Regions from separate parts of the Pan troglodytes genome. Here region 2 is linked to region 1. Evidence: chromatin contacts called from public HiChIP or PLAC-seq data. All regions are on one chromosome and are shown on one strand. The core of a region is the stretch at or near the end of the contact, and the rest is flanking DNA. Distances in the headings are between cores, read along the strand shown. Region 1 holds the start of ACSS2 (acyl-CoA synthetase short chain family member 2). Region 2 holds the start of MMP24OS (MMP24 opposite strand).

What was found. HiChIP or PLAC-seq counts read pairs in DNA pulled down with a chosen protein or histone mark.
Region 2: a contact with region 1 is called in an H3K4me3 HiChIP or PLAC-seq map of stem cell-derived excitatory neurons, with 4 times the contacts expected there. The contact joins the promoter of MMP24OS here to the promoter of ACSS2 in region 1. A contact is called at or near these places in 1 of 7 Hi-C or Micro-C datasets (stem cell-derived neural progenitor cells) and 1 of 1 datasets of contacts at active chromatin or transcription factors (stem cell-derived excitatory neurons).

The regions. Positions count from the first base shown.
Region 1 is chr21:41,107,986-41,113,418 of NHGRI_mPanTro3-v2.0_pri, forward strand. It overlaps ACSS2 (acyl-CoA synthetase short chain family member 2), which reads left to right and starts at 3,747. Exons shown (of 20, transcript XM_016937745.3): 1 at 3,747-3,847. The coding sequence starts at 3,820. GGT7 (gamma-glutamyltransferase 7) reads right to left here and starts at 1,612. Exons shown (of 15, transcript XR_010154205.1): 1 at 1,390-1,612.
Region 2 is chr21:41,511,881-41,516,848 of NHGRI_mPanTro3-v2.0_pri, forward strand. It overlaps MMP24OS (MMP24 opposite strand), which reads right to left and starts at 2,151. Exons shown (of 4, transcript XR_676210.5): 1 at 2,007-2,151. It overlaps MMP24 (matrix metallopeptidase 24), which reads left to right. Exons shown (of 9, transcript XM_016937754.4): 9 at 1-956. EIF6 (eukaryotic translation initiation factor 6) reads right to left here. Exons shown (of 7, transcript XM_001164516.7): 4 at 4,645-4,820; 5 at 3,933-4,109; 6 at 3,557-3,738; 7 at 2,913-3,201. The coding sequence ends at 3,192.

The DNA.
Region 1 (5,433 bases), core at 2,497-4,996:
AGAGAGACAGGCATTCTCTGTTGAGCTGGAAGAGGAAACTAAGGCCCAGGACAGGGTAGGTGTGCCCATTGTCGCTTGGTGAGTCAGGGCTGTATTAGGACCAGAAGTCTCACTCCTGACTACTGAATAAAAGGCCTAGCTTCAGGCTGATATCCATCACGACACATCTTCCCACTCCTCTCCCTGCTACCTCCTGATTCCACTCCCTTTGGAAAATAAGTTTTGATCCGCAGCCCTGACATTTGATGCCCATAAACCTCTAAACTCCATCTTCATTATCTCCTCACCCCCACCCCATACAGAGTGCAGTCCAGTCAGGTTGGCAAGGGCTGCTGGTCAGGGCCAGATGACCAGAAAGTGTAGAGGAGGAGAGAATTTGGGGCTTTCAGACTGGGAGCAGCTAGGGAAGGGCCAAGCCGGAAAAGCAGCATCTGCCAGGCTGGTAAGAGACAAGGCTCAAGTGCAGGCACTGCGAGGAAGCGAGAGTGAGGTAGAAGGATGCTCTAATGCCAGGAAGTGACGTGCAGGGACAGAGGGATGGGGGATGAAGGATGAAGAATGGAGGGGAGGATGAAGCTGGGCCACATGGCTAGGAGGAAGAGCAGCAGGGAAGGAATGCACAGAGAGCTCTTTGCCCCCAGGTCTCTTCCAATCCCTGTCTCCTCCTTCTCTTACCCCCACTTCTCACAATTCCAGCAGAGGGCTGAGGGGAACACAGTAAAATTCTGGAGACTGCTTCCTAGGGAGCAGAGTACCTTACTAATACCCCCGCCAGATCCATGGCTCAGGGAGGGGTGGGGTAATCCACAGGAGAGTGAAGGCGTTCTAGTCCCCAAGGACTTTGAGAGGTCATGCAGTCCATGCCTCCGTCTCCCAATACCCAACAGAGGGGAATCATATTCTCTTTACCCCTCCCTAGACATGAAGAGATTCTCCGCTTCTCCCAGACCCTCTGCTTCTCACAATCCCTGGCTGTGGGGAACTTCTCTTAAGGCACAGATTGGATCCCTCTTGCTGCAGTCTCTGACTTGGTTTCTCCTATCCTGTCCTCTGTGGCTAGAGAAAGCCCTCTTCTGGGTGATCACAGCGGTTCCTTAGGATCTCCCCTTCAACATTCCTTCATCGTTAGTTGGTTCTTCCCAGAAGGTAAGCCCAATCCCTTCTACTGCAGTCCCTAGCATCCTCTCCGTTGTCGCATCCTATGCCTCCAAGGCAGAAATGCACCCCCTTCCTCACCAAATAATTAACAGAGACAAGGGAGAAGAAGGGAGAGATCCAAGAAGATGGGGATGAATTAAGGAGATGGAGCTGGAGGTGGATGCTCGACACAGAAGAAGGAAGACCGGGGACTTCCCAAGGCAGGGCAGGGACGGGGTCAGCGGGCCTCACCGGTGTCGGGGTCTCCCAGAAAGGCGTCCTCGTCCTTGCGGCCCCTCAGCGGGGCCGCGGGCGCGGGCTCGTCCTCGGGCAGCCGCGGGAAGCTGGTGATGCTCATGTAGTCCACTGGCGAGTAGGCGCCCAGGGCGCTCTCCTGGCTGGCCTCGTTCTCCGCCGCCATCCTCGCCCGCGCCCCCCAGCAGCGCAGCGCCTGCCGGAAGTGGCTGCGGCGGGGGAGTGGGAGGGCGGAGGGCGGGGCCTGATCTTCGCGACAGCCGGGAGGGGGCGCCTCTCCCAGCCCTCGGCCGTGTCCCGGTCTGACTCGCCCCCGTCTGCTCAGCGCTGTCAGCCTGCAGCTGGCACACAGGTGCGCGTAGATGGACAGCCAGGAAGGCAGCGCAGGGTCGAGGGGAGAGCGCGGTGCAAGCGAGACTTCAGTGGCTCTGCACTTTACGCAGCTCAGGGACCAAACCCCTTCCTCCTTCCAGCCTGAATACAGCTAGTGTCCTCCTCAAATCGCAGGCTTCCTTTTCGGGCCCCAGACCTTTTCACTGACCGCAAATCCCTCTCGACCCCAGATCCTGTCTCTGACCCCAAACTCCTCGGACCCCAGACCCCTCCTTGAATTCCGAGATCCTCCTCCTCCGATTTTAGACTCCTCCTCCGACCTTAGACCTCTTTTTCGACTTCAGACTCTGTCTTCACCCCCAAACCCTTTTGAAAACCCCAGCCCATGCTTCATCTCCAGGCCTCTTTGACTGCAGACGCCTCTTTGGACAACAGATCCCTCCTCTGACCTCAGATCCCTTCCCGCACCCCGACACTTCTGACTCCTCTTTCAACCACATTCTCAAACTTTAGTGTGTGTTAGGATCTTTGAAAGCGGATCCCCAGATTCCACTCCAGCGATCATGATTCAGTAGGCTGGGATGAGGTCCTTGGAACCTGAATATTTACCATCATTTTAAGAGTTTTTGATGTGGTTCTGGAAAGGACACTTTGAGAAAGAAGGAGTGGTGGTAGTGATGGTAGGGCAGGAGTGGGGCAAGGTGGGGAATAGGTCTCCATATTCTGGATGTCTGGGTTCTATTCTGCTACCGCTCAAACACTGTGTAATCTTGGGCAAGACAATTAGTCTCTCTATCAGTTTCCCCATCTGTGAAATGGAAAGAATAATAGTACCCATTTTAGAGGGTTGTCATGAGGATTAAGTAACAGAATGGAAAGCGATTAGTATAGGGCTTGGCACCTACTCAATAAATGGCATCATCATCATCATCATCATCATTGCCTTAATCTGGTAGATTCATTCCCTCCAAACTCATCCATCCTCTCTCCACTCCGAACTTCTCCATATCCAAGGATGAGGGAGGTTCCTTCTTTTACGAGGTCTCTGTTCCAAACTTTCATTGTGAAGTCCACAGGAAGAGAGGGGGGCTGGTGAAGCCTCTATACACACATCCTTTCTCTTCCCAACCCCAGACCAGTCTCAGGGATGGCCTGAAGTGCTTGAAAAATCTACTATATACACAGCAGCTGCAGTAGCAACTATAGACAAGAGGGGGAAGCAGTGTGTCGGGAACAGCTCTGGGGTTTGGGTGTAGGACTTGGGAGAGAGGATAGGAAGGAGAGGGCTACTCAGAGCTGTGTGGTAAGAGTGCCCAGGGAGGGTAACAGTCTATCACCAAAACGTGTACCCATTGTCTGTGCCTTTCCCCACCCCAGAGAGTTCTTATCTCCTCAGTGATGTTTGTAGGGTCTATTACACTACCCTGAGGTCTAATCCCTCTGGTGGGACCCTTCCCCACTTGATGAGGTCTGCACCTTCTCAGTGATGTCCACTCCCACAGTGTAGTTGGCAGCTCCTCACTGGAGTTTGAGTCCTCTGGTAGGGTCCACGTCTCCTTAGTAAAGTCTATATCCTCTGTATCTCTTAGGGGAAATCCATGTCTCCTCACTAGGGTAAGTGCCCTTCAAAGCCATTCATGTCCTATTAGCAGGGCCCAGGGCCCTTCAGTCAGATCTGAGAACCCCCAGCAACATCTGTGCTCCCTTAGTGGAGTCCATGTACTGTCAGTGAAGTGTGTGTCCCTTCGGTGCAGTGAATATCTCCTTGATGAAAGTATCTGACCCCTTGGTGGGGTCTATGTCCACCCCAAGAGGTCTGTACTCCTTCAGTGGGCCCTGAGATTCCCGCCCTCCTCGGGATTGGGCAGACTCTCGGTCTCCCATAGAGAGATTTTTTTTTCAGCTTAGGGTGTGCAAGGTTTACGGTCAGCTGGGCAAAGAGCAGGGAAGTAGCTGGGAAGGGAGGCTGGGCTAGATGGCATCACAAGGCCTGTGTAGGCTTCAGGAGGTGGGAGCTGCCCGCTTCAGGCCTCAGAATCACTCTTGGAGTTAGATATTTAAGAATCCTTCCTGCCTTGACAGCCAGTCTGTGAAATGATGGTGAGGTGGGCACTTCTTCGTGGTGAGTGCAGGTGAGAGATGGAGGAGGGTCCTGCCTGACTTCTTTCTGGGGTGGAGGGGCTAGAGAGAAGCTAGAGGTAATTAAGCCCAGGTTGTGGTGGTGGTGGTGGGGGTTTCCCTTGGTGGAGTAAAGAGATTGTGAAGGAAAGAAGAGAATGTGGGCCAGGTGTGGTGGCTCACGCCTGTAATCCTAGCACTTTGGGAGCCCAAGGCGGGCAGATCACCTGAGGTCAGGAGTTCAAGACCAGCCTGGACAACATGGTGAAATCCCATCTCTACTAAAAATACAAAAATTAGCTGGGCGTGGTGGTGTGCACCTGTAATTCCAGCTACTCGGGAGGCTGAGGCAGGAGAATTGCTTGAATCCAGGAGGCAGAGGTTGCAGTCAGCCGAGATCGTGCCATTGCACTCCAGCCTGGGCGACAGAGCGAGAGACTCCATCTCAAAACAAAAACAACAACAATAAAGAGAATGTGAATGATTTTTCCTATTTGCACAGACTTTGATATTTTACAAGCCTTAGCTTCAAGCCTGACGAGGAAGTAAAACCAAATCTGGAGTCAAAGAACCTAGCTTTGGCCCTAACTTGGTCGTTATTTGCTCTCTGACTGTGCACCAGTTCCTTCCCTTTCCTGGGTTTGCCATTTGTGCAATTAGGAGGTGGGCTTATTACAAAAAACCTGAAGGTGTCTCCTAGTCTTCACTTATTGAGTCTTGTACTTTAGATCTGGATGGAGATTTGTGAAGGCAAGGAGATTGAAGACATGTCCTCATAAGAGGGAGAAAATCTGAGCTGGTTCCAGGGTGAACAGAGAGGAGATGCTGTCGCCAGAGCATGCCCTCAAGGTCATGGGAGAAGTTTTTCCGGAGGACGGGAATGTGGGTGTGGCTGAGAGAGGGGGGACCTGGAGGGAAGGGTGTCACCTGGAAGGAACTGGTGATAGGACTGTGCAATCAGATCACGGGGCGGCTCCGCGATGGACCTTACTCAACTCCTCTCCTTAGTCCATCCCTTTCCCTTTCGATCCTTGCCCTAACCCAACCCCTTATCTGTCACTCCAAGACCCCACCCCACTCTGGTCACTCCATGGCTCTGCCTCCTCTCCTGTCACAACCAGCCGGGTTACTCCCCATCACTCCATGGGCCCACCTCCTCTCCTGTCCCGCCTGGCCCCGCCCCTCCCTTGGCACTCCACGGTTCCACCCTCTCCCTTGTCACACCCTGCCCCGCCCCTTCTGCTTTCACTCGACGGCGTCACTCCTTCCGGCAAGTCAGCTCCACCCCTATCCCTCGACTTTTCCTTATAGTATTTCTGTCCTTGCTAACCTCGATCCCTCCCCAGCCAGACATGGCCCCGCCCCCTCTGGCACCGCCCACCCGCCAGACTAAGCCACTCCCCCACCCACCAGGCCCCGCCCCTCTACGGAGGCCCCGCCTCTAGTTCGGCCTGTTTTCCCAGTCCCGGCACCCGCCGCGACCGCAAAGGCGGCCGCGGTTCTAGGAACTTGACATGATGGGGCTTCCTGAGGAGCGGGGCCGGAGCGGCAGCGGGAGCCGGGGCCAGGAGGAAGCTGGAGCCGGAGGCC
Region 2 (4,968 bases), core at 901-3,400, 400 kb after region 1:
AAAAGAGGTGTCAGGCAGTCTCCAGCGTGCTGGCCGGGTCTCAGATGCCACTCCTGCTCACTGAGCCTGCATGGGCCTTGCCCCCGACCCTGTGGTCTCTGGGATTGGGGTCGGCTTACCCTGTAGCACAGACAGGGACTCCTGCTGCCCTGGGAGCTGTCTCAAGCAAAATCTCTTGTCCCAGAGGTGCCCATGTGGGTCCGCTGTGTCCCCTGTCATCATCCTTGTTTTTTCTCATTTTGGCCAAGGGCAGGCTCCCTGGGACAGGCAGGGAACAACTGCGGAGATATTAGTGATTCATAGGTTTGTACAGTGTTTTATACTTTGCAAAGCACTTTATTAGCTCACACCTGTCCACTCACATGAAACTCGTGTTAGGCCCTGGGAGGCCGACGGTAACTCTCACCGTGCCCTCAGATGAAGCACAGAGAGGTTGTTACTTGCCTGGGCCATCCAGTGGGCTGGCTGGGTCTTGTGTCCCCATCTGTGGACCCCTCTAGGGTCTGAGATGAGATGAGAAGTGTCTCCTGTATCCACCTCTTCCTGGCCTCCCTTCCCCCACTTCCTGGTCCCTGTCCACTCCTCAGGTTGGTGCTCTCACTTCTTGAAAGCTCTAGGCACCCCCGCCTCCCGCCAGGCTCCCCGTTGGCTCCTGGCAGGCCAGCTGAGAATGAACAGGAGATGGAGGCAGGCAGCCCAGGCTGCAGAGGTGAGGGATGTGGGGCCAGGCCCAGAGGGCTCAGCCTAGAGGCTTCCAATCTCAGATTCTCCTACCTGTGGTCATCTGTCCATCACCCCAGGACAGGGCAGACAGAGGGGCAAAGCACTGGGGGCCCCAGGGCCTAGCTTCCCCTCAGCCTGGGGGACATCACAGCATTTCAGTGTCAGTCACATTTTAAACTGATCAGCCTTTGTATAATGTTTTTTAAATCATTTCTAAATAAAACAGAAATACAGAGTGTGTCATTTCCCTGGGATGAGGGAACAAAGATCAGGTTCCAAGAGTAACCTTAGGACGCTCTGGGAGGAGAACCGGGTCCTTTGGGGTGTCTGGGAGCTGCCCACCCATCTCCTCTGCCAGACCGGCGGTCAGATAGCCTCCCTCTACAACAGGCTGGCCCTGGGGACCCAGGGTTATTGGGGTTCCAGGAACACAGCCTGATGATGCCTCCTTACGATCCAGGATGGGGAGCAGCCCCCCCAGGAGTATGGGGAGGGTCACTGTGGCACGGGCTTCTCCAAAGTCAAGGCCCCTGGTGCCATGACCTGGGACACATAGTCAAGAGCACGGTTATCAGCAATACAGATATTAATAAAAGGCAGACGAAGTCAGGAGGTCAGCAACTTTGCGGGCTTACCAGGAGGCCTGCCCTGCCTCTGGAAGCCAGCGACAGAGAGGGATGCCCCCGACCCAGCCAGCCGGAGAAAGGGATGGGGTGGTCACAAAGGTCTGAGCTGGGTCTGGGTGTAGGCTGGGAAGCAGGCTGGGGTGTAGACTGCGAAGGCGGCCCTGCCGGGACTTCTTTCCAGTCCCCGGCGACCTCTTCGAATTCTCTGCTATCTCTGGGGAGCCTCGGGTGGGAGGGGGTGTAAGAGACGCAGGGACGTGGGGAGAGGAGACAAGGCAGGCAAGAACCACAGGGGACGGCGGACAGACGGGCGACATCCTCCGGAGGACGCCGTCAGTACCAGGAAGTGCAGGCGATGAGGAAGCGCACGTCGTCCAGCGGCCCCCACGGGCTGGGCTCGGGCTGGGGCTGGGGCTGGGGCTGGGGCTGGGGCTGGGGCTGGGGCTGGGGCGGACGCCGGGGCTGTTCCGGGCCCTCCGGCGCCGCAGGCTGGGGCTGGGGCTGGGGCTGGGGCTGGGGCTGGGGCTGGGTTTGCGCAGGCTCCGGGGCGCCGCGGCCGCCGCTTAGCTGAGCCCCCATGGTCTGCAAGAAGAGAAGCCCTTTAGGTCTGGGTCGCCGGGACACCCCGCTAGGGCCCCGCCCCAGCTCTGCCCTCACCTCTCGCAGCCAGACCCGCGGGTCTCCCGGAACCCACCTCGGCGTCGGGAGGAGCTGGCGCCGTGACGCCACCGCGCACCGACCTCACCCTCCGTGCGTTGGAGCGGAAAGGAGGGACTCGACCCTGTGCTCCGGGGCGGGGCTCCGCGACCGTCCCCCGCCAATCCCGCCCCAGCGCCTCAAGGCCCCGCCCCGCGCAAGGGGACGGAATGCGCCCCAACAGCCTCCAAGGCGCCCAGGCCAGGACGACGCTGGGAACCCGCTGCCCCGCCCCACGCCCACCCAGGAAAGGACCTGCAACCTCCATCCACCTTAGTCAAAGAATGCCCCGAAGCCAGATGCCCCAGAGCTCTCACAGGGGACTTGCCCAGCTCAGGGGAAAATCGGAACGGACTCTCTGCCTTTCAAGGCCAGAGAAGACCGGCGCAGAAGTCGGGTGAAAACTGTGAGAACTAGACCGGGCGCCGTGGCTCACGCCTGTAATCCCAACACTTTGGGAGGCCGAGGCGGTGGGTCGCTTGAGTTCAGGAGTATAAACCAGCCTGGGCAACACAGTGACTTCGTTTCTACAAAAAAATAAACGAGGCGAGAGGATCGCTTGAGCCCAACAGGTCAAGGCTACAGTGAGCCATCCTTGCGTCACAACACTCCAGCCTGGGTGACAGAGGGAGACACTGCCTCAAAAAGAAAAAAGAAAAAAGGAGAACTGTAGTGGAGAGTGTTTCTTGCCCCAGGATGAAGCCTCACATCCTGATGGTAGAGGAGAAGGGAATGGCGTGTGTGGAGGTGGTGTACTGGGTTGGTTGTGTGTTGTGTTCATCCCACCCTATCTTCCCAGAATGCTGGAACAACTGGAGAGTGCAGGGATTGTACACAGGCTGAGGGCCTCAAACATCACATTCAGAATGGCCCGGAGGGAACTGCACTTTAATGGGGTGGCACAGGACAGCAGAACCCTCAGCCAGCAGCCACAGGGCCTGCCAGTGAGCACAACAGAGCAGGTTTTTGCAGTAATGATAGATCCAGGCGATAAGCACAGGTGGAAAAGGGTTGGGTGCCCAGCCCCTCAGTCCCAGTGAGCTCTCTGCCACCTCCCTGCCAGCATCCGGTACAGATTGGGCGGAATGTGGAGAAGGTTGGCCACAGTCCAGAGCCAGGAGCCCATGGAACAACTTGGAAGGTGACTCAGGTGAGGCTGAAGAGAAAGGAAAGCGCACGGTCAGTAGCTGTTTCACAGAGCCCACCTCACTCTCAAGGTGCCTGCCTCAGCCCTCATCCCCGGACCAGCTCTGACAAGCTGCTCAAGCAGCTACTGCTCTAGTATCCTAGCCCTGAAAAACCACAAAGATGAGGATTAGCAGATGCTCAAGAAATATTTTTTGAATATGCTGGCTCTTATCTGCTCAGCAGTGTGCAGATATGCTCTCACACTCGAGAAGCTACCAGAACAAACTGGTAGGCTCCCATTCTAGATGACATCTTTTCCCCATACTCTCAAAATGCAAGTTAACCCCCAACCCTGAGCAGAAGAAAGGAGAGGCCCCAGGTACCTGTCAATGAGGGAATCCCGCATGCTGGTGGCAATGGTGCTAGGCTGGGCTTCATTCAGCTTGAAGACACTCTCCACCACTGACAGCTCTGTGCTGGTTGTGTCCAGGCCACAGAAGGCACACCAGTCATTCACCACCATCCCAGCAGCAATCACCTCACTGCCTCGGTTCACAGTCCCCGCCTGCCAAGGGATGGGCTCAATGTGAGTCACGGCACCAAATTCTCTCCCTCCTCAATGAAGACTCTCCCCAAACCCTGCTCCTCCCTGACCTGCAGCCCCAGTACCAAACTGTGGCAGGTAATGACCCAGACTCCCAAACACTAGGCGAAAGGATCTGCCTCGGGAGACGGGGTTCAGAGGACAGGAATGCTTACCACAAGGGGGACTTGAAGAAGAGAGGACAGCTCATCCTGGTCTTCAATTGAAGTCTTGGGATGCACCAGTCCTCCCTGATTGCTGAAGACACAGTAACTTCCTACTAGCACCTGGTCGGCCACTGTCTGTCTGAAGACTTCCACCTTGAGCACATCTGCCAGAATTTCTTCTGTCTCCTATCAGTCAAAGATATTGTGTTCAGGGCTCAGAACTTACAGCCCCAGAACCAAGGTTCTCCATGCCCAGAAGCATCCAGACCTTGGCTCCCTGAGCCCCTCATTTCTCCTGTGTACCTCATATGAAAGCCTCACCCAGAGAAAGGAGGAAGTACAGCTTAGAGCAGAGTCAAGGGCAGCTGTGAAGCCCCTAATATTCATGCATGCCCTGAACAGCTGGAGGCTGGTCTCAATATCACTTCTTTCCCCTCTCACCCACAGTCAAAAGTTCAACAGTCAATCACCTATCCTGGCCCAGGATGCAGGACTGGATGGTTCAATCTCCCCAATCATGAAGGATTCATACCCTCCCCAGCTTCTTTCTGACACTTGATAAGGCCTCTGTTATCACTATTCCAATGAGTACCTGAAACTCAAGAGCCCATATAGAAAAACCACAGGAGAGACCCCTAATTCCTGCCTGTTGGGAAAGAACAGTGGCTAACCACTGACTAGGATGGCCCTGTGACTCTTGGGTCAAGTTGGGCTGCCTCACCCTGTCCAAGTCTGGGTGGACCAAGGCCACGTAGTCATTGCAGGTGGTGACATTGCCCAAGGCTGAGAGCCGCTCCTCCACCCGCCTAATCTGCACTGTGTCTGGGAGGCTGTTGCGAATGTGTTGCAGCTCCTGGTCGGTGGTATTGTTGGGTACCAGGAGACCGTGCCTGTTCCCTGGAGAAACCCAAATTAGAGGGTGAATACACAAGATGCCTGCTGAGCCCTAGGGGCTGAGGATACCACCCAGCCCAGCCCAATCAGCTTTCCCAGGAAAGCTTTAGGCCCAGAGCCCAGCCCTCCAACCCACTGATCAGGGCAGGCC